Regions from separate parts of the Mus musculus genome. Here all the other regions are linked to region 4. A link is a contact called in public HiCAR-type and promoter capture Hi-C data. All regions are on one chromosome and are shown on one strand. Each heading gives the region's core, a stretch centred on a gene start, on an enhancer-like site or on the middle of the called end of the contact. The rest is flanking DNA. Distances are from core to core; before and after follow the strand shown. Region 1 holds the start of Rab3ip (RAB3A interacting protein). Region 2 holds the start of Xpot (exportin, tRNA (nuclear export receptor for tRNAs)). Region 3 holds the start of Cnot2 (CCR4-NOT transcription complex, subunit 2). Region 4 holds the start of Cand1 (cullin associated and neddylation disassociated 1). Region 5 holds the start of BC048403 (cDNA sequence BC048403). Region 6 holds the start of Rassf3 (Ras association (RalGDS/AF-6) domain family member 3). Region 7 holds the start of Lrrc10 (leucine rich repeat containing 10).

Region 1 (3,306 bases), core at 642-3,141, 2.3 Mb after region 4:
CCAAGCTCCAAATATATGAGCCTCTGGGAGCCATTTCTAGTCATGGCTCTACAGTAACTCTCCCCATTCTCAAACAGTGCTAGAGCCCACTCTCTAAGACTACAGATGATCTTGTAGTTAACATACATGTGGGTCACTGTGGGATTCACACACATTAGCATTACTGTCTTCTGTAGACCCGTGATGTTTTGGGTCTTACATTGAATAAACTGAAGAGCCAATCCTCCAAATGTTCATATACCAAATAGAGCATTCTCCCTGTGTGTCAACCATCTCCTCTTCCTACCTTTACAGAGTTCTCTGTCAAGCAGAGTGCCTGTTCTCAAGACACAGACTAAAGAGAAAAGAGAGGAAAGTCTACTTATGATTCATGGGGAATATGCACTGCAAGAGTTAAAGCAGCAGTTCTCAACCTGTGGGTCGCAACCCCTCTGGGATCAAATGACCCTTTCACAGGGGGTCACCTAAGACATCAGAAAACACAGATATTTATGTTAAGGTTCATAACAGTAGCCAAATTACAGTTATGAAGTAGCAACGGAAATAATTTTATGGTTGGGGGTTAGTATACACTATGAGGAACTGTATTAGAGGGTCACAGTGTTAGGAAGGTTGAGAACCACTGAAATACAGTGTTCTGGGATCACAGGTAAGGAGTTAGGGTTGGGAGGCAGGCGAGCATCAGGGAATGGTTTACAAAGAAACTGGAGCATGGGTTAAGTAATTACCAATTCCATATGATAAAAGATGTGTGTGTGAGCCGGACAGTGGTGGTGCATGCCTTTAATCTCAGCACTTGGGAGGCAGAGGCAGCAGATTTCTGAGTTCGAGGCCAACCCTGTCTCGAAAACCAAGACAAAACAAAAAGTGTGTGTGTGTGAACATCTCTTTAGAAAAAAAATGTGTAAAACAGGGAGCCCATAAAGTTTTCTCTTAATAGTAAACTTGTCTCCTTTTGTTTGAGTCTTTGGATGGTAGGAATTTTTTGTAGAGGTGTGTGTGTGTGTACACATGTGTGTTTCTGTATGACTCACTGTGTCACAGAATGTGGTGAGGTACACTAATTACATATATTAAACCACTTAACTCTCAAAACCTTGATGAGGTAGACATTCTTATTTCCAATTATCAGTGAGAAGATTGGCGATATTGCAGATGAACTCGCCTAAGGTCACAGAGGTCAGTAGGTGGCTGATCACAGGGACCACACACATAGCTTCCTTTTTATTACCACCTCCTTGATGTACTCAACAGAATGGCAGCCCCTGCCTCTGAGTATCACAAACATTGGCGGAAATACCGAGGATGACTGCTCCCTCCCACCCCCCATCCCTGAGTTTGATTTTCAGGGCTTGATTCTGTCTGTACTTTGTTTTTTGTTTTCCAACTTGGAAGCCCGAATGTGGGATGGAAGTTTGATAAGCAAAACAAAACAAAACAAAACAATAGATATAGTTCCTGTAAAAGATGAGAGACGGTCTTTGGAAACTGAAAGTGGAAGGATCTGGGTTTACCAGCTCCCCGCCCATCCCATCCCCCCCCCCCCCCCCTCCCCGGGCCCCTAACCTCCTACTCCAGCTTCAGGTATCCACAGACGCGGAATTTCAGGTCGGTTCTGCTTGTCCTCAATACACAGTCCAAAGCCTCTTACCATCCCAGGAGAGTTCACATCCTCCAAAGGCAGCCACAGGATTTCCAGCCAGAGTGGTTCCCAGGGAAACCGCTGTAGAGGGACCCTGGACTCCGCGCGTGGATTAGCCTGCACCGAGCCCCTCCTGTCGCCAGGGGGCGCCGCAGCGCGCGAGTCCCCCTCGCCACTCCCTCCCGGTCCCGCCTCTAGTCCCGCCCTCTCTCCCGGGGCGGGGGCGGGGGAGGGGGAGGGGCGGCCGCTTCTCCGCCCGGCGCTCGGCGCAGGCGCAGTCGGCTCTCCCTCCCTCGGCTCCCATCGCAGAGAGCGCCAGCCGCGGCGGAGTGGAGCGGCGTCTGTCCGCCGCCGTCCTCCGCGTCTCCCGAGCTGGGCACGCGCACCCTGCGGCTCTGCGAGCGCTGCCGAGCGCGGGCGGCGGCCGCGGCGGATCCGGCAGGTGAGTGCGGCGGCGGGAGGGAGAGGCGGGCGGTGTGAGCACCGCCCCCTCGGCGCCTCGCCTCGCGCCCTTGTCCCGCCGGCCCGGAGCGCGGCCGGGCAGGTGCAGGAGGCGGCGGGGAGGGCGCGGATCGCGCCCGCCCGTCCGCCCGTCCGCCCGCCCGCTGCGGAGCCCCGGGGACCCGAAGGGCGGCGGCTCCGGCGCTCACCTGGCGGCCCGCGCGGCCTCGGTCGCGGAGTTGCTTAAGTCGCGGGCGGCGCGGTTGGCCGGGGATGTGCGGGGGTCGCCGGTTCCCGGGGTCTCCCCCGCCGCGCTCGGCCCAGCCTGACTTCGGGAATCGGGACCCCGGGAGTGGGAGAACAGCGGTTCCCCCTGCGTGGGCCGCTCGCCCCCCGCCGCCCGCGGAATAGCGAGGCTGGGGAGAGGATGGTGCCGGGTGGACGCTGCAGCACGCGAAGAGTTGCCAGTTGTTGGGGATTAAAACATCGATCCGTAATGGCTGGCTGGCGCACTCTCCTCCGAGTTAGAGCTGGTGCCCCAGAGGCACTTTAGTTTCAAGGAAATGTTGCCTGTTCCCAGCCTACCTGTTTAGACACTTCTCAGTGTCCCCCGTGTCAAGGGAAAGAGCCCTGTGATCTTTTGGCTCTGGAATGATTGCATAATTGGAGGAGAGGCCGATAAGAGGATTAAAACAAACCGTTCTATTGTAAATCTCTTGAAAGACCCGGTTTCTGTTCATTACACTGTTCTTAAGTTTTTGTTTCTAAACAATGAATCGAGAGGAAAAGGAGGCAGAGTAGGTATGCAGCCCATCGTTGTAAATATTTGATACTGTTAAATATTTCACCAGTTTTATGGGGCCTTGTTCAGTTAGCATGTGTTATTTATTTACCAGGACTGTGCGTTTTCAGAGGACTTTTCATGTTTGAATAGACACTGCATTCCGAATCTACTCCTCAAGGCCCTAGGGGAATATATTAACTGAACTTAACAGTTACACAGATTTACTCAGCAATGCATTCTTAACTATAAGAACAGACGTCTTTCAACTTTTTTCTCTTTCCGGCCCAAGGATGTTTTGAATTAATGCCTTCTTTTGTGAATGAGCGTGCTTGATGAGACGCCTCATTGCTTACATAGCAAGTCATTTGTGCTAGCGAATGATTCTCACCTTCCACTGCCTGGTTGATGTTCAGTTTCTTTGTGGAGCTTTGATGTCTCT
Region 2 (3,815 bases), core at 1,088-3,587, 2.4 Mb before region 4:
GAGCAGCCTTTTTAAGGGAGAGGAGCGCCCACACTCAGTAAGTAACCCCTTACGCATGCTCAAGTAAGTCCAATAAACTCCTGGGGTCCCCACACTGAACTTTGAAGGAGTCTAGGTGAGCTTGTTCTTAGGACCTTGGGAAGAGGGGTAGACTTGAAGATTGCCCTGGGAAGGAGTTTTAGTAACATAAGTGAGTAAGGGTAGCTGCTAAGAGGTAACATCAGTTTTTATTCTACTTCCATTCCCTCCTCACTCTGTCCGATCTGCTGGCAAGTTTTGTTAGCTCTTTGTGGTCTGGGCATTGAAGCTAGGGTGGTGGGTGCGAGGTAAGCACACTATCACTGAGCTATATCCCTAGACCTCGTCATTCACTTTTAAAGAGAGGATATAGCTATTGTGCCCTGGCTGGCCTTGAAGTTGAGATCCTCCTGCCTCAGCTTCTGAAGCAGCTTGGATCACAGGCTTGTAGAACAGGTCTGGCTTATTCTTAGTGGGAGCTAGAGGCAAGGCTTTGACTACATTGAACATGTACACTGAGCATGTACTGAATAAGATATTAGGTGTATTGGCACACACCATTAGTCTCAGTACTTGTGAGGGAGACAGAGGTAGGGGGATCTTGGTAAGTTCAAGGCTAGCCTGGTCTATATAGTGAGTTCTGGAACAGCCAGAGTTTACTGTAGAATACTGTTTCTAAGAAACGAAAGGAAATCTACACGTTGGGTGCACTGCATTGTTTTCATGATAAACTCTTTAAACTCGGGAAGTAAACAATTCAAAGATCCCCCCCAAACTAACCAGATTAACAATACCATCCCCTCCCTCATGCTATACACTCTTGGACAAGCTGAATTGCTGGAACCTGTCCTACCTGCTGTCTTCGGGGAGGCTGCTGTCTTTATATCATTTCTGCTCCTGTAAGAAAGTCACCCCAGTAAAAGCCATTGGTTCACCAAGCTTGACTTTCGTGGTATCCTCACTTTAGTCTGTCATCAGTACCGAATCTGGGTATCTATCTGCAGTGAACAGATGTTTGTCCATGTATCCCCAGAGATAGTGTCACTTATGATAAGTCTAACACGTGTATCAAACTTAATTCATGAAATAGTCAGACCTGGTGACAACCTGGAACTCCAGCACTCTGGAATCTGAAGCAAGAGAACAGTGAAGGCCAGCAAGTTTCAGGCTAACCAGAGCTACATAGTGAGCCTCTCTCTGCCTCTAAATAAAATTAACCAAACCTTACCCTCTGAGGCTGGTACTGTCCCACTCTACATAAAATGAGTAAACTGAGATGGACTTTAACACTCATGATGCCAACAATAATGGAGGTGCAGCCTTAGGATTTAGGTAAGGTTGCTGGAGCTTATACTGCGCCCACACAGTAATAATAGCACGGGATCAAAGAAACAAAGCGAACGGAAGCACGGGACTTGTACGTATGTTTTCCCTCTCTCTTTTCTTTTTTTCTTTTTTTGAGACTGTGTTTCTCTCTGTAGTCCTGGCACTCGCTCTGTAGATGTGGCTACCTCTGCCTCCTCAGTGTTGGGATGAATGGTAATCGCCACCATCACCGGGGACTGCTTTCGGTTTTCTTTTTTTCTTTCTATCTTTTTTTGTAGGCAAATTTAGTAATATTTAAACTGGGCGTGGTGGTTCATGCCAGTAATTCCAGAATTTGTAAAGTTTAGGCCAGCTTGGGAAAAATGAGTGAAAACCAGCCTGGGTTATGGAGTGTGATCTTGCCTCAAAAGCAAAACAAGTAAATAAAAATACAGCGGATTTTTTTTTTTTTTAAAGAGTCCTTAAGCGTCTGGACTCTTGACACGTGGAACCGCTGGAAAGGAATTCAGCAACTGACTCAACACGTGGTTTCAACCACGTCCACTTTTCCGATCTCAGGATCTCCGCACTGCCACCTGACCAGACCCTTCTGGAGGGAGTGGAGAGTTACTAATTCACGCCGACGCTCAAAGCAGAGCGCAACGTGGCCGGTCTTCTAAAAGCTTAGAGGACCTCAGTAACCTGTAGCTAGGAGGGCGGTGTGCACTCTCCCAGCATGCACCACAGGCCCGCCGGCCACGCCCCCTGCGAGCTCCAGGGAGCACGTGCGCGGTCCTCCTCTCGGAAGCGTCCCATGCGCTTTGCACGCTGGGAGTTGTAGTCCCCCGGGCCCAGCCTGCTGGCGGCCGTCTGCACTCTACTTCCATGAGGCTGCTGCTAGCGCGGGTCCGCGCGGTACGACGCGGGGGGCGTGCCTCGCGCTGACTCAGCGGCGGCGTTAGCGGGACCCTGCGCAGTTTTCCTTCCAGGGCCGCCGACTCCGCCCGCCGGCTTGCCAACCTGCCCTCCCCGCTCCGCGCCACGCAAGAGAAGGCGCCCGGGGAACGCCGAGCGCCGAGAGGAGCGCGGCCCGGGCCGGCTCCGGCGCTAGCGCTGCGGCTGTATTGGAGGACTACAGCGACAAGGACGTGGGCCGCTCTCCGTGCTCCCTGCGTACGGCCCGCTCCTTGCGGCTGGCCGACCCTCGGGAGTGCAGGCGAGGAAGAGATATTGGAGTGATGGTGACTGGAGGCGTAGGGCGGCGGGCCGGGGACCCTACGTGGCCGGGCGAGCCGGACTTGGGGTTGGGGACGATCGGTGGCGGCCGCGTCCCTAGTGCGTGGCTGCCGGTTGCCGGGTGTTTCATCACCCGAGTGGCCACGAGGCTTCGCTCTGGGAGGGATCCGGGCGAAGGATAGGGGGCGAGGCCGGCCTAGGAGGCTGCCCCCCAACCCCATTTGTGATAGTTTTAGAGTGCGTCCCACCAGTTTGAGCTGTAGGGACCTCAAAGTTGATCCGCTTCCCACCCCGGGACAAATAGGAGAGAAAGTGTTATTTCTGCGTAGTAATTTGCCAGCAGGGACAGCCTTTTCCCCTTTTTGCTTCTTTACAGTCTTGCAGCCACGGAAAAGCTTGATGTTCCCTGTAACCTGAAAAACGAGTACTTTTTGGAAGCCTTAATTAGTTGTTACTGGGGGAAGTTACGTTGTATTAAAGCGACTTGTCAACTTGATGTTAAAAGGCTGGAAAGATTCAGTCGGTCTCAAACAGGCTTAAGTAGGTGTGGAGGAATTTTCCACATTGTTTGATTATTCTTGACTTAATGGCTGAGGGAAAAATTAAGGCTTCCAATTTTACATGTTTTTTTTTCGCTCCCCCCACCCCCACATCCACCTTTGCAGGTAGTATAAGATGTTTACCATATTGTAACAATGTTTAAGCCTGCAAGGCTCTGCATCGGTAGGTCAGAAAGCTAAGCTTCCTTTGCCGGTCTTTATTAGGCAATCGTTACCTTTTAACCCTGTGTTTTATTCACAGATAGGTGGTTTACCATCTCATTTTATTTTGGTTTGATGTTTTTTTCCGATTGTGTAGAGGGCGAAGGTTTGTGAGGGATTCCTCACTATGGAACAAGTTTGCTGAGGATTTTTTTTGTTGGTGTTGAGCATGTGCTCGGCTGGGCCTCTTATTTATCTTTTTTCCTCTTGTCAAGATTAGCGTGAAATGACAAAACGCTTAAGCAGTTTTTTTCCCAAAGCAATGGATAATTTAAAGGAACTCTAGTGGATTTCTCAATCAGGGGTTTACAGACAGTCTTACACCGACTTTTCTCTCTGAGCATTTTTAGCAGGAATACTACTTTACTTTAAGAATGTTTCAAGTTGTGCATCCTGCGTGCCTGTCTCTGACTTTGTACCCTATTGGAGGCATGCTTTGCACACATGCACACATTGTAGTCTTTAGGACTTTGCCCCTTTTCCTGCAGACAGAAT
Region 3 (3,661 bases), core at 653-3,152, 2.7 Mb after region 4:
GAGTTTTTCCTAGCATCCCTGTTCCACACATTAATTAAGAAAATGGTCTTATCTCACCTGGTAAAGTCCAAGCATAGCAATACTCTCAGACCTTCCCCAGTGACAGCAATGTTTAAATTTTGACAAAAATGTGTTTTTAAGTTAATATACGTAAGAAGAGTAATGAATTAGAATATTTAATGTTACTTAATGTGATAATGCTACTACATACACATTAAGGGCTCCCAATAACGAGCAGCCAGATTAAGGTGCTCTGCATTGCATGCATTCACGCACATGAGCTGCACACGCCTAGAGTAGCCAGTCTTTGAACACACTACCTTATGGCAGTAGATGCTAACTTGAGAGGAAGAGAAAGCAGACGAGACAGGAAGGCACGGTTGGGGGAGGGGCCATGTAGGACTGTGTTGTTCCTTCTTGAATTTCCCTAAAGTGAAAAACCAACAAAACACAAAACGGTGAAAAGGAGTATTTAATGAAATGAACAACCTAGCAAAATAAACCTTTTTTTTCTACTGGCTACACCAGTTCCTGTCCGCATTTAAACAAATTTGCATATCTGCTGATACTGCATATCTGCTATGTCAAATTACTTTCAAAACCATGACAAAGGTACTTTTAATTTCACCGTAGGCTATTGTATCCTATTTCTTGCCTTTAGCTTTCTATGATAAAAATATATATCGCTTCCGTTTATCACAGAATCTATATCTAACTATATAGACTGGCGGGCTGGAAGGAGGTAATTTATTAAACTACAGCAGAAACTTTATTTACTTCAAATGAGTAGTAATCCGCATTAGTAAGCTCTACCACTCAAACATGAACAGCGATACGTTATGAAACTCGCAACTTCAAAGCACAAAGAGGCTTTTTAGCAAGTTAAGTAACCGTAAAACACGAAGTTTGTGGATGTTCAAAGGTGTAAACTAAGAGTATTACAGCAATAAAAAGTAATTTCACTTTCAGGGACAGTCCGGCTTTGGAGAGCAAAACACTTTAGTTCCCAACCACAGCCACCGTATTTTCAAAAGGTCTAGTGGATGAGCCAGCTGGTCACTAAGGTTTACCAAGGGCGCGCCGGGCGGGAACTAAATAAAGTGCCACAAACACCGTTCGGTTAGATTAAGTACTCCCGGCAGTGCTTTAAAAACACGCTTCCCCCTTACTTCCTCTCACCAGGTTTAGACCGGGGGGGGGGGGGGCAGGTAAAAAAAAGGGGAGCATGAAAAGGAAGAGGGGGCGGCGATCAAACGCCTAGGTTCCAGCGGAGGGGAACTCACTGCTCGGGAGGTGCGGGCGGCGTGCGGCGGGTGTCTGGGGGAGCGCACCCAGGTAGCGCAGGCAGCGGGGCGGTGGGAGGACCGAAGCACCGCAGGCACCGCACCGCACCGCGCCGCGCAGCAGGCTGGGGACAGCCCGGGGACAGCCCGCAGGAGGTGCTCGGGGGCGGGGTGTCCGAGGAAAACACAAACACAAACACGCTGCGCGTCCCCCGGTGGGCGGACCCACGCCACCCTCGGCTTCTCCCCGCCCCCGAGGCCGCGCTCGCCCGCTCGCTCGGACCCCAGGCCGCAGCTCCAGGCGTGGCCGCAGCAGCTCCCGGCGTGGCGGCGGTCTGGCTTCGGGAGCCCGGAGAGGCCGCCCAGGCCCCACTCTCCTCGGTCACCGCCACAAGACAGCGCCGCACCTTCCGCGGGAGGCGGCGGAAGCCCGGGAAGGCTCCAGGCGAGCGTTGTGCTTCTCACGGTCGACTGGCGTACGGGCGGCGTTCCGTCCATTCGGCGAGCCTCGCTCGCTCGCCGGCTTCTGCTGCTGCAGCCGCCGTCGCCGCCGCCTTCGAGCGGAGTCGGAGCGACGGGGGTCACGGCGGGGGTCAGAGGGTAAAGGTCTTGCTCCCAGCAGCCTCCGCGGTGGATACGTCGCCATCTTGGATCCGCGGGACAAGAAAATTCATGCGGTGAGTTTTTGGCCAATTTTCGGAAGTCTGGCGGCGGGGCACGCGGCGGGGGAGGCGGATTGGGGGCCCCCTCAAGGCGGGGGAATGCCTCGGGGCTGGTCCGGTCGCGCCCGGGGTCCGCGGGTAGCGTCCCGGCCCGCCGCTTCCCGTTGCTTTTGTCTCGGCTCCAATCGAGAGAGGGAAGAGCGGAGCGGGCGGGCGGGCGGGCGGGGAGGGGGTGGCGGCGCTGGAGGAGGGAGGGGGTGTGTGGCGGGGTGGACGGGACGTAAAGCGTCGCCGTGCTCGGGCCGCCACCGCCGCCACCACCGCAGCTACCGCAGCCGCAGCCGCTCCGGAGCTTAGGCCCGGGCCCCCGCTGCCCGCCGCGGGGCTTCCCCGGCTCCCGCCGGCGCGGAGCAGCCGCTGCCGCCGTGCTGCTTCCTGGGCTAGGAGAGAAGGCAGCGGCGGCGGTGGCGGCGGCAGCAGCATCCAGGAGCCCCGGCCACTGGACACGGCTCCTGCCTGCCACGTTCCCAGCAGCTGCTGGTCCTTGAAGCTTTACGTTTCTGGCCATACACGCGCATCCTCCGCCACTTGTGTGGTTTTCTTTTCTTTCTTTCTTTTTTTTTTTTTATTTGTTTGTTTGTGTAAGATGGGGACATCGCACTGGCTAACGGGCCTCGGGAGCCTCCAGGCCCTGAGCTATACCGAAGGGGCCTTTCTTGCAAGGTGGAAAGGCGAGAGAGAAACTCAGATGCTGCTTCTGCCCCCGTGCCTGGAGTGGGAAGCCTCTCTAGTGGTGTAGCCTCTTGAGTTCCGATGGTCCTGGGGCGGCGGAGGAGGAACCCGAGCCACTCTTGTGAAGTTGCAAGCCCTGGTTTCTACTTCCGCCGGGCCCCCTCTACCTTTTGCCGTTTTGTTTTAGGTCTTCACTTCAAAGTTTCATAGAAGAAATAAGTTGGGTTAAAAGAAACCCGGTAGTTCTTAATTGAGGTACTGTTTGCTTAGGAGAAAAGCTTATAATTCTTGTTATCTGTAGGCCCTTCGGGAAATCTAATTGTAATTTTATTTTTGTAAAATTATTTCTAAGGTTTTGTTATTTGCATTTACGTTAGATCCAATCAGTACGCTTTTACCTCCAAAAGAAAATAAAAATAAATAAATCTTACACATAGGTACTTTCTTGGAAATCCTAGGGGGACATCTCCACTTTTCAACATCTGGGAAGACAAGTGTTAAGAGTGTTTTGCTTCATTTTCATTAAATCCTTAGTCAAAGATTTCTCTTTAATCATCTGGACAGTTCCTAATAAAATACAGCAATATGATCCTTAGATTATTGGCAAATGGTAGAACGTTAACCAGATCTGTTCACAAGGGACACACTTAATGTTCAAAACTGAATACATTTTCTATTACTCTCTATAGTGAGAAGTTTTAGGGAGATGGAATCGTGTTCCTATAGATTTCCCTTTCCAAATAAGTGGGTGGTAACTTTCACAACAGTTTTATGTTTGGGAATGCTTTGTATATTCAACAACAGTTCCTTCTCAGAAGTCACCTTTGTAGTTTTGTAAGGTAATTTTATTCCAAGTTGGAAGTGTTTAAAAATCCAGTACACTGAAATGGTTGTCTACATTCAAATATTTGTCTGTGTTCAGGTTTTGTGTCTTTAATATGTTTTCTAAATGGTCCCTTGTGCTCTGCCTATCCAGTCTGTTGT
Region 4 (3,627 bases), core at 313-2,812:
ATCACACTTGTTTATAACTGGAGCTCCAGGGATCTGACACCCACACACAGATACACATGGAGGAATTACACCAATGCACGTAAAATAAACAAATTATTAGCCAGGCGTGGTGGCACACAGCTTCAATCCTAATATTGCAGGCAGAGGCAGAGGGGCAGAGGGGAAGGGGGGCAGGGGGTCAGAGGGGCAGGGGGGCAGAGGCAGGGGGATCTGAGTTTGAGATCAGCCTGGTCTACAGATTGAGTTCCAAAACAGCCAGGGTTACCCAGAGAAACTCTATCTCAGAAAAGCAAACCAAACCTAAATCTCTGATCCTTCCAACTCTTCTTTGGGCTATTTGTGAAATACTGAACGGTTAGGGAAACTTGGAGAGTAAACAAACAGTTGTACATGTCACCTCTGATCTCTGGTGGTTGTGTTGGTGTATCCGAGCACATAGGAAAACTTAGATTTCATAACTAAGTGCACAGAAGCCGACTATTGAAAGATGTAGGCTCAGAGCACAATCTGCAATGATACTTCCCCACCACCTCCCCTATTTGCGACAGGTTTGCACTAGATACCCCTAACTGGCCTAGGATTCGATTTAGAGACCAAGCTAGCTTTTATACTTGAGACCCACAAGGCTCTCCTACACTTGCCTCTACTGATCAGGGATTAGAGGCGTGCACCATCCATGTTTGGCATTGGGAGAGAATCCTTACTAGGACCTAAATGGAACAGAAAAAAAGTGGCTCCGGGATGAATAAAAGGATTACGTCCAAACTGTGGCCCTGAGGCCTTTTAGCGGAGCAAAGATTAGTACTAAGGTTCGACTAGGCCCCTACCAAAACACTGAATTTTGCAAGGCGCTTGCCCAAAACAACATGAGGACGGGGGTGGGGGTGGGAGTGGGCGATGTTTTCAGGGAAACAGACACTTTAGAAACAGCACACGCCGATGGAAAGATTTTATTTAGCATAACCCGCGTTGCCTGCCTGCAAATCCCAGCATTCTCTCCGACCACGGGAACCAATAAAGAAACTCCAGGTTCAAAGAGCCAATCACGTCCTTCGTGTGTCCCCAATTGAATTGTGGGAGTCGTAGTTCTCACGTGGCAACCATACAGCATGGTTGTTAGGGGACAGTTTCGGCCACGCGTACCGTTCGGAAAGAGAGCTCATTTTTCCATTGCACCCCTTGGCCTCCAGGCCAGCTCTTAGCATCATCACCCACAAGCCCCACGCGCTTTCAAACGCATAGACCTTCCTTCTTAATGTCGCAGGGAGGAGCAAGGAGCGTTTGCAGAACTCCGGCCTTGGACGCTCACTGCCCGTCCTTTAACCGTCGCTTTAAGGTCTCGCGAGAAGAGCCCCTCGAGGCGTTGCCATTCCGCCCGAAAGGCGGCCCGTGCGAAGACAGACAGCCGGCCGGGCCAACGGGAGCGTCCCTGTAAACCGCGACTGCGCAGAGTGCGCCGGGCAGCCCCGGTGACCTCCGACCCCGCCTCCCCGCAGCGCCCTGCGTCGGCCGCCCCCGCCCTCCTAGCGAAGGAGGCGGGCTTTGGCCTCTTGCCCTAGGGAGCGAGTGCGGAGGGAGTGGGAGCGAGGCGGCCCGAACGCAAGTGTCTGGCTTCCCGGCGAGGCCCAAGCCGTCCGTCCCGCCGCCCATGAGCTCGGCGCCCCGCGAGCAGCGCCGTCGTTAGGCCGTCCCCGTCACTCACTCTCGGCCTCCCCTACCTCCCCCCCGGGGCAGCCATTCCCCTCCCCATCCCCGTCTGGCCGGGGACTGGACGTCGCGTCGGAGCGCCTTCCCCAGTCCGCGTCGCGGTGCGACCCTGGAAGCGGGCGCCGCCGCCAAGGAGAGGAGGAGCCCCGGCCGCGGGGCCCAGCAGCCACTGAGCCAGCAGGCGGGATCGAGGCCGGCAACATGGCGAGCGCTTCGTACCACATCTCCAACTTGCTGGAGAAAATGACATCCAGCGACAAGGACTTCAGGTGAGGCTGAAATCCGACCCTCGCCCCACCTCGGGGTGGGGGAGAGGTGGAGGGCGGCCGCCGCCCGGGCCTCGCGACAGGCCCTGCCCCACCCCTCGGTCCGGCGGGTCTCCAGCCACCCCCTCCCCCATCTCCCCGCTAGGCCGTTGTCCGCTCTGGCCGCCCGGGGCTGGTCCGCGTCCCGGCGTCCCTGGCGCATCCTTTGTCCACCCCCAGGGACGCGTCCCAGGTAGCGCCCGGGCCCGAAGGCACGGGCTGCGCGGGAGGGAAGGAGTTTTTCCCGGGCGGGCGGGTGGCCGGGCCTAGTCCCCGGCCCTCCCGAGGCGCCAGGCCATCCCGGCGCTGGGGGACAAGCTGCCGCTCTCCAGCCACTCAGCCGCCGCCTGGCTTTTTCCCGCGGATGGGAAATGGGTGCCACGATCAACTTTCTCCGAGGCCTTCGCTGATTGGATTGTATACTTTCTCTTTGGATCCTTCTCTTTGGCGAAGGTGGCCAGAAGGGGGAGGGGAGCCCGGCTTGGTGGGGGGGAAACTTGGCCTGCAGGGTTTTCCCGCCAGCATCCCTGTCACTTTTCTCCGGCCGAGTGAAAGCCACGCAGGATCTTGGGGTTTCGGTCTCACATCCCTATACAGAGTCATGGCCAGAGGGCTGGATTGCCAAGCAAACCAATCTTGAAAAGAGAGGCTGGTGAGCCATGAAGCTTAATCATAGAGTTGTGTTCTGCAAGACCTGGACCATTGGTTCTTAGTCCCGTGCATATCGAAGGTGTTATATTTTCACACAGTCGCCTCGTCTGTTTTTTTCATGCTACACTGATTGTTAACACACACACCACGCCTAATCCTTCACAAATAAGCCCTCTGTCAAAAGAAAAAAGGCTATTTTTTTGATACCTAAGTTTTCCTCTGTAATGCCTTGGGCCATAGTACAGTTTTGTGTGCATTTAGACTAAAGAACAAGTAATCTTTGGTTAAAATTAGTCTAGGAGCTTGGTTTTTGTTCTGTGAACTCTTAACACCTGAAGGTTTGTCCAAATCCTATCTGAAGCAATTTTCCCACTGGTGAAAGGGGAACTCCGGGGAAAATAATGCCTTTGTTCCTAGGTAAAGTCATAAGTGCGCAGTGAACTACATACAGGGTCGTTTCTCTGACTCCAAACCACCAAGAATTTGATATATATGTATGTATACCTACCTACCTATGGAGTTTCTGAGTCTTACATTTCCATTTTTAAAAAAGTTTCCCCTGAGGATGATGTGGGGAGAGAGTGGCGTGTTTGTCGGGAGCACTTTGAAGCTTGGGTTGGATCTCCAGGTGAAGGTGGAGGGGGTTGCACTTAGACTGCTGAGGACGAGGGAGAGCCTGGTTCCTTCTGGATCCTTGCTCACTCACTCACAGTTGACGTTGTCAATGAATGAATGAAACAGCCAGGATTGTAAGCTCTCGGTTGTATAAGGTGTGGGTGTCACTCCCTGGGGGTGTCTTCCCCGTCTTCCTGTAGCAGTGCTGAGTTTCCCCTCTGATTCCATTTAACTTTTGCTTGGAGGCAGTTTTGTTAATTACAGACTCTTGGATTGTTTTTGAAAGACTACAATTATTTCATGTGGTGACACTGTATATACAACTATTGACTGAAGTAATTTCCCATTT
Region 5 (3,337 bases), core at 418-2,917, 2.5 Mb before region 4:
CTGGTACATACATACATACATACATATGGGGAGGATAATCCTATGGATGGGCTCAAACAACAATAAAGTTAAGAATCATGGTACCTGGGTCAATCATTGTTTTTATAGGGAGGAAGCCTAAAACATCTCAAACTGCCAGAATATTATCCACCTTCGATATTACTGCTAGAATGTATCATATATATGATATATATCAAATGCATACATGAATAGTCATCATATAAATAATATTTGTACATGCTTTGAATAAAGGATATATATACATATATATGTATATATATATATATACACACACACACACACACACACACACACACTCAATCTGGTTATTCAAGGCAGGTGTGTTCAGGTTTGAGACCCACCACCTCCCATAAAATGCATACCCAACTCACTACACTGTAGAAAACAGGACAGTAACCCTGTAATAGCAATTGCACCTTTGGGCCCATTAGAGAAAAACAGAGTAAAATCTCTGGCCACTTTTTACCAATAACTAAGTAACAATCATTTGAAAAGCTACAGGCCTTATCATCTCAGAAAGTCCTTTGCCCAGAGTGTTTACCAAACGTTCAGTATTCAGCGAGCTACCTGGCAATAGAAGGGGATCAACTCTATATGTAACGTACACTCTCACTCTCTTTGATGCCAGAGATGTGTATCCTTCACTCACGAAAGGCCCTCCAACTTGTAATAACTAAAGGGTCAAGAAGAAACCTAAGTATTACAACTGCCTATTCCAATTTTTTGGTAGTCAGCTATCATTTGTCATTATTATTAAAGGTAATACTTTGAATGCACAGCCCTTGGCTTTTATGAAGCCGACTGTTTCTTGTAGTGGTAGTCCTGCATCTTATTTTGAGGGTTAAAATTTACATGAGGACTAGCAGTGTTCACTATCCTGTCCCTTAACGCTTCTCCAGTTAAGGTTTTGCATAATTCCTGCCCTTCCTGGCCAGGATCTGAAGAGGGGACAGGACGCCCCTCTGTATAAGAGGCCAGACAAAATAGCATTTATTAACACACCTAGCTTCCATCGCCTGCTTTTGCTCCTCAGACCGCAGTGAGGTCTAACTAGTGAGTTAGAACGGGGACACAGAACTTGGTTAACTTGTCATTTATGAAACCAGTCCATGCACGGTGCAAAACCGTAAACCCACGGGGTTTGGAGCATGCCCAGGGAAGAGCATCCTCCCAGTCCACCTAGGCAGCGATGGCACAGGCCGGTGGGCGGAGCTTGCGGCACACTAGGGAAGAAGGGGCACCGGTGGGAGGAGACCTGGGCAGAGTGGAGCCTGCCGCTGGGAGTGACGAGGCACCCAAGCCAAGCAGACCAGGCAGCGCACCCCCTTTCCTTCCTCCTCAGGGGCAGGGGCGGGGCGGAGGTACCTAGTTTCTGCCCCAGGTAGGTGAGGCTGTGATAGACCTTCTCAGCCGCGGCCAGGTGCGCCAAGGCCGCCAGCAGCGACAGCCAGCTGCCCCCCGCGCTCTTGTTGGCCTCTCGTTCCTTCTCCACATTGTCCTTGGCCTTGTCGTAAGAGAAGATACCCAGGTGAGAGAAGAACGTCTCCAGCACCGCCTGTTCCACCGGCACCGGGGCGGCTAGCGGGATAGACTCCCCCATGCGACCTGCGCGCCAGCTCCACCCACGTGGCTCCGCTCGCACTTCCGGGTTCTGAGGGGGACGCGCGTGCGCAGCTGCGTGCGTGCGCGTGCCCGCGGCGGGGCGGGCGAGCCGGCTGGCGGCGGGATGCTCCCGGGGCTCGCAGAGGGCGTGGCGGAGGTGAAAGGTGGAGGTGGCTACCAAGCCTAGGAACCTGAGCTTCCAGAGCCAGAGACCTGCAGCGGAGCCACCTCCAGCCCCGGGACGTCTCCTGCCCTCCGGAGGCCCCTGGAGGCCAGCGCCTTAGCGCGGATGACGTCACACGGGCTTGACGTCAGCTCTTGCGTGTCCATCAGAGCCAGAAGCCTTATCAGCCCTTACACCACCAAGGTTGTCAGATGGAAGCCAGACAGGAGTTCATAGCTAGTCGCCTAGTTTTCAAACCGACACACGCCATCAGTTAACATACCTGGCTAAGTCAGATCTGCATGAGTCGGTCAGCTTCCAGAGCTACAACTCTCTTCAGAGTTGCCCATCCATCTCCAACTCCATGAAGCTTCCTTGCGGGGGTTCTCAGAGTCAGGAATGACTTCCCATGAAATCGGTGCATTTTGTCATGCAGTTTCTTCACACGTTCATACGACATTTAAGAACACTAAACCATCTCAGCTCACAAGTGTGCTTTGAAATATTTCACGTATAAATTGTACGAATTAGAGAGTTTCACTGGGACATTTCCACGCATGAATATATCATGCTTTGACCATGTCCATCTCTCCTTCTCTCTCTTACACTCCTCTCTTCATCTTCCTTTGGCTTTCTTCCCAGTCCCTAAAAGTCCTTCTTCTCACATAATGCAAACCTAGGAAAAATAGTCACAGGGTATGCCAGACAAAGGGCTAATGTTTTAAGTTTTAATGGGCCAAGATCTCTTTCTAACCAGTAAAAACGAGAGGTTATGGACCTGTTGAGATGACTGTGTAGGGGCACTCGCTGCCCTGCCTGAGGCTCTGAGTCAGATGCTAGAAACCTACATGAGGAGTGCTGAGTCCTGCACGTTATCCCCTGACTTCCACATGAGCACGCAGGTATACTCACACAAAAACACGTGTTTGAAAGGCTATGTACATACTAGTCTCAAGAGAAATATGAAATGCAATTTTTATACCCAATTGAACCATTCAAAAGAATGCAGGCTAACTACTATACTCCTTATGAAGTGAAACTTCTTTCTGCTGAAGGGTCTGTGTAGAGAGAGTTGGTCTTGAATAGTCCGAGGCCTCTGCCTACTGTGTGTCAATGATACCCAGACCCAAAATAAGTTTCAAATATTGTTATGTGGGCTGGAGAGATGGCTCAGCAGTTAAGAGCACTGACTGTTCTTCTGGAGGTCCTGAGTTCAAATCCCGGCAACCACATGGTGGCTCACAACCATCTGTAATGAGATCAGACGCCCTCTTCTGGTGTGTGTGAAGACAGCTACAGTGTACTTACATATAATAAATAAATAAATCTTTGGGCCAGAGTGAGTGGGGCTGGAACAAGCAGGAATGTGTGTGTGTGTGTGTGTGTGTGTGTGTGTGTGTGTGTGTGTGTGTTGTAGGGGCATGTGTTCACATGAGTGTGTGCCTGTGTGTTTGAGTGCACATACTCAGTATGTGCTTTCATGTAGAGACCGGATATTATTGTTTCAGGTGTCTTTCTTAATTTTCCCCTCCCTTTTTCTTTAACACGGGT
Region 6 (3,723 bases), core at 28-2,527, 2.2 Mb before region 4:
AGTGACGATTAGGCACTCAGTCCTGATTCCAGGAAGGGTACACAAAAACGCCACAGAAGCAGCGGGTCTCAGCCTGAAGGCGACTGCTACCTTTATGTTTTAGTCACAGCACTGGGGGAGTAGAGGAGAAAAGGGCTTAGCCATAAGCAATGACGAGTTTCTCTTTTAAAAAACTCCTTAAAAAACAAAACAAAAATTCTGCTACGGCCTGCATATCATAGCAGCCTTAAAGCTTCAAACCCTCTTTCCCATCAAGGTCTCTTGCAAGCAAGTTAGTAGGACTCAAGTCAACTCCATCACGCCAAGGGGAAAACGACCCCCCAGGTCACCCTAAGCAAAAAAAAAAAAAAAAAAAAAAAGTCGCATTTTAAAAATTTAGCAGATTCCCGAAGGGAAACCTTGTTTTTTGTTGTGTGGGTGAGAACGGAGTGGTCTAATCTACTTGCTCCCCCATGGGGTGACCATGTAAGGTTGCTTGTGGGAGGCGACATTTCCAAAGTGCATTTAAATTAAAAGTACTGGATTGTTCGGTGATTATGAAATTTGTCCCCCAAATTCTCAACTGCTTTAGCCATCCACATTTGGGACACGCCTTCGCCACAGGGAGGCGGGAAAGCTTTACCACCGAAGTTCAAAAGAACCAGAGAGGATGTTTTCTTTCAAATAAGCACAACCCAGTCGCTCTTACCCCACCCACCTCTGCTAACTTATAACGGTTTGGGAGGGGCCAGCCGCACGCGTGGCTCGACCCCCTCGACCCAGACCGTTTCCACCAAGGCCGAGCCCGAAGGAGAGTGGGAAAAGTTCTCCATTATATTGCCGCCCTCTCCAAAACTTCGGCTCCAGTGACGGGAAATCACTGAGGAGTTTGCAGATTCCGGGAGGTTGGGGAAGCCCTCGGGAGAACTGTTCCAGCAGGGGCGGTGCTCGAACCCACCTTCCTCCAACAGTCCACCGGTGCTAGGACGGAGGGGCGTGGCTGAGGGCCGCGGGCGGGGCCCCACCTGCGCGCGCGGAGCTGGGCAGGACGCAGCAGCGGAGGCCCGTGGGGCGGGGCCTGGGCGGGGCCTTGGTAGCAGGGGCGTGGCGTGTGCTGGGTCCTTGACGGGCTGGGGGCGGGGTCTTGGCTGGGCGGGGTCTGGTTTGAGGTGGGTGGGGCCTTGCCAGGCGTGGGGGGCTGGGTCCAGGAGGGGGCGGGGTCGTGGCGCACCAGAGCCGGGAGGCGCCCGGAGAGGGCGGCTGATCCTGCGGGAGGGGACCAGACGGCGGCTTGAGCGGCGGCTGCAGCTGCAGCAGGACGGCTTGCCGGCGGCTCGGGGCCGCGCGCCGGGAACCTCACGGGGCGGGCGGGCGCCGCACCCCGGCCTGGCCGCCTGCGCCCCGGGGAGGCCCCCTGCGCGCAACCGGACCAGCAGCATGAGCAGCGGCTACAGCAGCCTCGAGGAGGACGAGGACTTTTTCTTCACCGCCAGGACCTCCTTCTTCAGGAGAGCGCCTCCGGGCAAGTCCCGTTCGGGTCAGCCGGTGAGTGGCGTGCTCGGGGGTCTTGGCTCCACGTGTCTGCGCCCGCGCTGGGCGATGCTCGCCCGAGGGCTGCGGGGCTCTGAGAGTGGCCTTTGCCCTTTCGGCGCCTGAAAGGTGCTGGGAGCCTGTGCAGTGGGCGTGGGCCGCCCGAGGCGAAGGAAGGAGGTGGAAGGGCGCGGAGCCAGATGGCCTGGGCCTCTCTGCTTGGGGGACGCCGGCTGCGGGAGCAGCTCCAAAGAGCCGGGAGGTCCCCGGGCCACTCGGGATGGCTCCCCCGACAGCCCTTCGGGGCGACGGCCGGGTCACCGCGCCGTCCTGGCTGCAGTTTGCTTCTAGCTGCAGTTTGCTCGATGGCCCTGAGTGGCTTGAGGGCACGCAATAGCCCAAAGTGACCGAGCAGCCCCGGTGCGGGCAAGCTGCAGGGTAAAGGGACCGGGCGATCGTCGGTGCTCACTAAAGTCTGGGTCTCATCAGGTCCGGTTTGCGGGTCCTGCGGACGTCCTGGGTAGACTTAGCTCCAGAGGGCTGAGCCTTACGCCGATTTCTTCCTTTTTTGGAGGAAGGGTGCCGTGGGAAGCGTGGCTTGGGAAAAGACAGTACGGGAAGTTGTGCCAGTTTCACAGATCGGGACAGGGATTATTATTATTTTTTTTTAGGGGCGTCTTCCAAATGGGGCACTTTGGCCGGACTTGTAAGGTCGGCGCTTAACCGGTGGCCTTCTGGCCCTGGAAGCCGCACCAGGGAGCCTGGCCAGCTCGGCCACGCTCTCGTCAGATATAGGAGCTTTAACGGAACAAACTTGTTGCTCCTAAAAACACCACAGACGCACACCAGAGGTTTCTGTCAACTCTGGAGATGAAAAACAAGAGAAACTAATCGTTCAGAGGCCCAGTGATGGGGATTTTGGTGGAGAGAAATCTCTGCCCAGACTGCCCTTGCCAACCCTTTTAAGTTTAACAGGCCGTTGTTTTCTAAAGTAAAACTCCTTTATCAGATTTGGAAGTTCTAGGCTTTTTGGTCTATTAGATTTCCAAACTAAGAGGAGGAGGAGGGTGAAAGGCTAGGATGAGGTCATTATTGCTAACAACTAGTCCCCTAGTGAAGGGCTAGCTAGGGTGGGTGGTAGCATGCCTTTATCCTCAGACTTCAGGTTGCTCCGTTTACTAGGGTGACCTTTTATTTTCAGTAGAATGTGCTAATGGGGGAATTTGGAAGTCAGAGATTACCCACGACTCCCACTCCCACACTGCCTGGCCTACCTCCTGTGGGGCAGACAAGAAATGGCCTTTTCCCCCTTTCTCATCTAGTTTTTCCCTCATTGGGGTTCTTCACCACTTTACATATTCCCCTCCCGTTTGCCTTGTAAAGAGCTTGAGCCAGTTTGACTTGTATTCCAGAAGTGCCTGGTAATTTCCAGAAAACCAGGGGGTTCTTGAATTCTACCGGTGTGGGAGTCCCCTCCACGGGGGTCCAGCCAGAATGCTGTGGTTGGAAGTCAAGAATCTTGTTCCTGCTTTTTAGTAGTTGAAGCGGCAGCTGGGGATGTAGCTAGTAGCTTGCCTAGTACTTACTGCATAATATGGGGTTGTAGTTCACAGTAGTGTGTCTGTCTGTCTGTCTGCCTGTCTGTGTGCAGGCAGGAAGATCAGCAATTCAAGGTCATTATCCAGACCCCCCCCCCCTTCACACACACACTTTAAGCAGCATTTCTGTGAGGTTTATGTACATTAAGAGAGTCTAGGTTATACGTAACCACTTTGGTAACCGTCCTCTAACTGTGTCTGTATATATCATGCAATATTGTCCATTGAGCACTGACATGACTGTATGACGTGTTGAAAATCAGGGCAGTAACATCCACTTCCTGGGTGGAGCCATTCACTGTCTATTTGAAGCTCTGTGGCCTGTTTTCTGGCATCACACGCGTGTGTTAAAGAAAGGGCTCTTGGTTAGAAGGGTTTCTGAAGCCTGAGTTTGTTTGTTTATTTTTGAGACATGGTCTGTACATAGCCTTGCCTGTCCAGGAACTCATCGTGTGAGCCAGGCTGGCCTCAGTGCATGGAGATCCACCTGCCTTACCTCCTCTGCCCCTGCAGCCACGCCTGTCTGCACCTTGGATTGCAGCAAGCGACTTGTGTTTTATTTAAAGAAGTGAGTGTATCTTAAGTTCCTGATTACATATTTGTGAACGAGGAAGTA
Region 7 (3,853 bases), core at 471-2,970, 2.2 Mb after region 4:
GGCATGGCTCTGTTCTGGGGGGCAGCCTGCCCTCACCCTAGGAATCAGGAGGCTGTCTCGAGGAAGAAAGGCTTGGCTTTTCAGATGACAGTAAACTGAGCGGACTTTAGGTCAAACCTTACGAGGGAAAACGAGTGGAACCGGCTTGAACCACTGGGAAGTTGGAAGGCAGAGCTTCAGGGAAAGACTTCTTTGTGGCATTTACAGCAGGGGCTAAAGTGCGGGGGGGGGGGGGGGGGGGGGGGGGGGAGGGGCTCAGGCTGTGTGACCACAGCTTTGTTTTTTTTATTTTCCTTCGAATCAAGACTGATTGGGTAGAGTTGTCCCTTTCAGGAACCAAATTAGTAACAGCAGTACATTGGTACTATGCAGAAGTTCTCGGGAAGGAAAGAGGCATGAGAGCTAGAGAGAGCTAGAGACAGGCCACTGAGCAGCTGGTGGCGTTGTTTTCTTTATTTTAACAAATACAGTCTTTGAAGCACTCACCAGCCTTGTGACCAGCTACTCCTGCGTGGTGGAAGAGTGCTGTGGCTGGTCTTGTTCTTTGGTGTTTCAAAATAGCTCGTGTGAAGGAACTGCTTCTGGCACAGGAGTGACAGTCACCCTGGATTCCAGGCCAGCAACAGCACACACCTTCCCCCTAGGAAGAGGTGCTGGGGGCTGGAAATGTTTTCTTCGCCCTATTCCTTTACAGCATCTCACCTGGCTTTCTCTCCATCAGCCCTGGGATGAGCCAGGACCATCCCTTCCGCTCTAATGAGATGCCTTCGGAGCAGTGGGGTAACCTTTGAATTGGCCTTCAACCTCAGCTGTTCAAGAGCTGGAAGGAAGAAGGGGAGGAGGTGGCTCTTGATTCTCTTCCTTGGCCAGTGCGTACCGCCTAGCTTTTCTGGGGTCAGGCTCTGGTGTCTCCTCTGCCCATCTCCCAACACGGCGAACCCCTTTGCCCACCTTGGGGGCATTTCTGCAAGGATTGTGGTCATAGATGACCAGCTTCAGATTTGTCAAGTGGGCCAGGCTGGGGAAGTAGCGGATACTGTTCCGATCCACGTCGATCACCTCCAGAAAGGGCATGCGAAGCAGTACCGAGGGGAAGTCAGCTAGCTGATTGCCGGAGAGCCAGATGGTCCTGAGCTCGCGCAGGCGCCGGAGCTGGCCGGGTAGCAGACGTAGGGCGTTGGAACCGGCATGCAGGGTTTTAAGGAGACTCAGCTCACACACCACATCGGGCAGCCGGGTGAGGCAGTTGGATTCGAGCCACAGGGTCCGTAGGTTCTGGAGCAGGCTGAGCTCATCCGGGAGGTCACAGAGTTTGTTATTGCCCAGGTAGAGGATGCAGAGCTGTTTCAAGGTACACACCACCCGGGGGAGAGCTTTGAAGTTGTTGAAATCCAAGGCCAGGATCTGCAGGTTCTGCAGCTGTGCCAGGTCGGGAGGCAGGCTGTGAAGGTGGTTGTCGCTGAGGTAGAGCTTCACCAGCTCCGTGAAGGAGCACACGTGCAGTGGGAAGCGACGCAGCTGGCTCCCGCTCAGATCCACCATCCTGTCCAGGGGCATCTCCCGGAGGTCTCCCACCACATAACTCTGGCAGCGGTCGGTGGGGATGAAAGCCACGAAGGCCCGGATGGTGTTTCCCATGTGAAACGGGCTGCAAGGCGAGCCCCTGCCCACCAACTCTGTCAGGGAGTGGGCTGGCTGTGCTCACTGCTCGGGAACCCTTCTACCCTCTCTTTATAACCCGGAATTCGGTGACAAAAGCCAGTCACTTTGACAGAATAAAGTGCTCCTGATAGCAGCTTGAGTGTCTGGTGACAGGCCGGACAGGCAGGGTCTGGGACGTCCTGTCCAACTCACATATTTGTCTTTAATCACTTAAGCCCTGATCTCTTATCTACTCTCTCCTGATCTCCCGCCCCCCCCCCCCAAATTGAAAAAATACTGTGACAAAGGTGGAGAAGTAAAAATGAAAAACACCTATATTTGTACTATGTAGGTAAAACTGTAAATATTTGAATGCATAGTCATCTCCTTTGTGTTACAACTCACCTAACCCGAACAAGGCCCTGCTTCAATCCTGAGTGGGGCACAAAACAACAACAACCCGCTGCTAAGTTTTCCAGGATGCATCCTTCAAAGTGTTGCCAAAGGCCTACATCCTTTACAGATTTTCTCCAGTTCCAACAAGCCTTAACCAATATGTAATCAGAAGCAATGGCTTCTGATTTGTACAGTCTTGCTTTGTGTCCAGCTAGCGTCTTGCCACACTGTAAAAGGGTACATTTGAGCTGGAAGTGGAGTTCAGTGGTAGGGTGCTCGTATGGCAGAATTGAAGCCCTGGGGTCCGTCTCCATTTCTGCCAAAACGAACACACACACACACAAATCCTCTCTTTGACAAAGGACAAGAAGGAAGGCTGACTAGCCTTCAAAAGCATAGATTAATTAGAATGTAATTATTAATTAATTCATTAGAATGTAATGCACCCGGGGGGGGGGCACTTTCCAGAGGTGGGAACACTTTCCAGACCCATTTAAATGGCCATTAAAGCTCTGTACTTCTCGTCCATAATCGCGTCCAGTTGAGAAAAGCAACGATGAGCCAGACCGTTCCAAGAACGAGGGCCTCCAAGGTCTGGCTGCTGGGGGCTGGAGAGATGGCTCAAAGGTGGAGAGCGCGTGCTGCCCTTTGAGAGGACCCAGGTTCCACGCCAGCCCTCATATCCACGCCATATCCACGCCAGCCAGCCCTTGTATCTGATAGCTTACAACTGTCTTTAACGGCAGCTTTGGATGTGAGGTGTGGGGTGATGATCCAACATTGTCTTCTGGCCTCTGTGGGATCTTGCATGTTGTGTCCGGCCAGCAGATCATAGCCTGGGTTCTAGCTTGGAAAGGCATTCTGGAAACCTGGAAGAGAAGAGGGGCTAGGCGGCGAGAGAAAATGATGCAGCTAAGACAGGCATTCTGATCAAAGCTCAATTTTACTGTTCCGACACTCAGTTATGAAGGAAGGGGGAGGGGGCCCGATTCCCGCCAAATAATCTCGGAGTTCAGTAGCAGGGTGACCACGTGTGTGACTCCAAACAGCAAAGCGGCACGTTCCACCAGTGGGCGTGGCAGAACGATTGAGCGGGAAGCTCCACCCCTGAGCAAGCACACACACACACACACACACACACACACACACACACACACACACACACACAAATAAAGGTAACTATTAATTTAAAAATCTGTCTACTGGAAATGGATGCAGAAGTGCTTACTGTCTCCCAGATGTGGCTCTGTGCTGTACAGCAGGAAACAGGCTCCTCCCCCTCCTCCAGAGTCTTCCCCACTCACTGGCCAAATAATGTCACCTGGGGTGACTTTACAAGTCAGCAAAGTATGTGCAAATCACATGCTGAAACTGGCAGCACTTTGGGTCATCCCGGATGCCGAGTAAACTCTGGGACAGACGCTTCCCTCCTCACAGCCCCAGTGTCCCATTCAGCACCCCATGGAATCTGGGTAGGCGAAAAGTGAATTGACCAAGTTATGAGTCTCCTCCTTATAGTATTGTGTTAGACTATAGAGCTCCTCCTTATATTACCTTGTTATAGTATAGATCTCTTTGTATTACCCTGTTATAGTATAGATCTCTTTGTATTACCCTGTTATAGTATAGAGCTCCTTATATTACTGTGTTAGAGTACAGATCTCCTTATATTATTTTGTTAAGAGTATAGATCTCCTTATATTACCTTGTTAGAGTATAGATCTCCTTATATTACTGTGTTATAGATCTCCTTTATTACTGTGTTAGAGTATAGATCTCCTCCTTATATTACCTTATTAGAGTATAGATCTCCTTA

What was found. Promoter capture Hi-C pulls out the DNA fragments that hold promoters and counts their contacts. HiCAR-type assays count read pairs that join an accessible place to other places.
Region 1: a promoter capture Hi-C map of pre-B cells shows a contact between it and region 4, with 5 times the contacts expected there. The contact joins the promoter of Rab3ip here to the promoter of Cand1 in region 4. A contact is called at or near these places in 5 of 39 promoter capture datasets (hippocampal neurons, liver, neutrophils and 1 more), 1 of 484 Hi-C or Micro-C datasets (neutrophils), 1 of 115 datasets of contacts at active chromatin or transcription factors (thymic regulatory T cells) and 1 of 9 other capture datasets (liver).
Region 2: a promoter capture Hi-C map of pre-B cells shows a contact between it and region 4, with 4 times the contacts expected there. The contact joins the promoter of Xpot here to the promoter of Cand1 in region 4. A contact is called at or near these places in 6 of 39 promoter capture datasets (the 3T3-L1 cell line, hippocampal neurons, liver and 1 more), 1 of 484 Hi-C or Micro-C datasets (CD8 T cells) and 1 of 115 datasets of contacts at active chromatin or transcription factors (astrocytes).
Region 3: a promoter capture Hi-C map of liver shows a contact between it and region 4, with 3 times the contacts expected there. The contact joins the promoter of Cnot2 here to the promoter of Cand1 in region 4. A contact is called at or near these places in 5 of 39 promoter capture datasets (erythroid cells, hippocampal neurons, liver and 2 more) and 2 of 9 other capture datasets (adipose tissue and liver).
Region 5: a contact with region 4 is called in a promoter capture Hi-C map of pre-B cells, with 2.6 times the contacts expected there. The contact joins the promoter of BC048403 here to the promoter of Cand1 in region 4. A contact is called at or near these places in 2 of 39 promoter capture datasets (neutrophils and pre-B cells).
Region 6: a contact with region 4 is called in a HiCAR-type map of astrocytes, with 2.9 times the contacts expected there. The contact joins the promoter of Rassf3 here to the promoter of Cand1 in region 4. A contact is called at or near these places in 2 of 39 promoter capture datasets (the SN4741 cell line and pre-B cells) and 2 of 115 datasets of contacts at active chromatin or transcription factors (astrocytes and large pre-B cells).
Region 7: a promoter capture Hi-C map of liver shows a contact between it and region 4, with 5 times the contacts expected there. The contact joins the promoter of Lrrc10 here to the promoter of Cand1 in region 4. A contact is called at or near these places in 3 of 39 promoter capture datasets (cranial neural crest, liver and neutrophils) and 1 of 115 datasets of contacts at active chromatin or transcription factors (astrocytes).

The regions. Positions count from the first base shown.
Region 1 is chr10:116,949,038-116,952,343 of GRCm38.p6, reverse strand. Rab3ip (RAB3A interacting protein) reads left to right here and starts at 1,891. Exons shown (of 11, transcript NM_001359645.1): 1 at 1,891-2,084. It overlaps 4933412E12Rik (RIKEN cDNA 4933412E12 gene), which reads right to left and starts at 1,782. Exons shown (of 3, transcript NR_038026.1): 1 at 1,652-1,782.
Region 2 is chr10:121,624,854-121,628,668 of GRCm38.p6, reverse strand. It overlaps Xpot (exportin, tRNA (nuclear export receptor for tRNAs)), which reads left to right and starts at 2,337. Exons shown (of 25, transcript NM_001081056.2): 1 at 2,337-2,564.
Region 3 is chr10:116,579,752-116,583,412 of GRCm38.p6, reverse strand. It overlaps Cnot2 (CCR4-NOT transcription complex, subunit 2), which reads left to right and starts at 1,902. Exons shown (of 16, transcript NM_001037846.3): 1 at 1,902-1,960.
Region 4 is chr10:119,237,990-119,241,616 of GRCm38.p6, reverse strand. It overlaps Cand1 (cullin associated and neddylation disassociated 1), which reads left to right and starts at 1,562. Exons shown (of 15, transcript NM_027994.1): 1 at 1,562-1,976. The coding sequence starts at 1,909.
Region 5 is chr10:121,738,260-121,741,596 of GRCm38.p6, reverse strand. BC048403 (cDNA sequence BC048403) reads right to left here and starts at 1,667. Exons shown (of 3, transcript NM_173022.3): 1 at 1,387-1,667. The coding sequence starts at 1,621.
Region 6 is chr10:121,473,804-121,477,526 of GRCm38.p6, reverse strand. It overlaps Rassf3 (Ras association (RalGDS/AF-6) domain family member 3), which reads left to right and starts at 1,277. Exons shown (of 5, transcript NM_138956.3): 1 at 1,277-1,524. The coding sequence starts at 1,417.
Region 7 is chr10:117,043,208-117,047,060 of GRCm38.p6, reverse strand. It overlaps Lrrc10 (leucine rich repeat containing 10), which reads right to left and starts at 1,720. Exons shown (of 1, transcript NM_146242.2): 1 at 293-1,720. The coding sequence starts at 1,638. The coding sequence ends at 814. Gm10747 (a long non-coding RNA gene) reads right to left here. Exons shown (of 3, transcript XR_872056.2): 2 at 3,266-3,505; 3 at 2,376-2,923.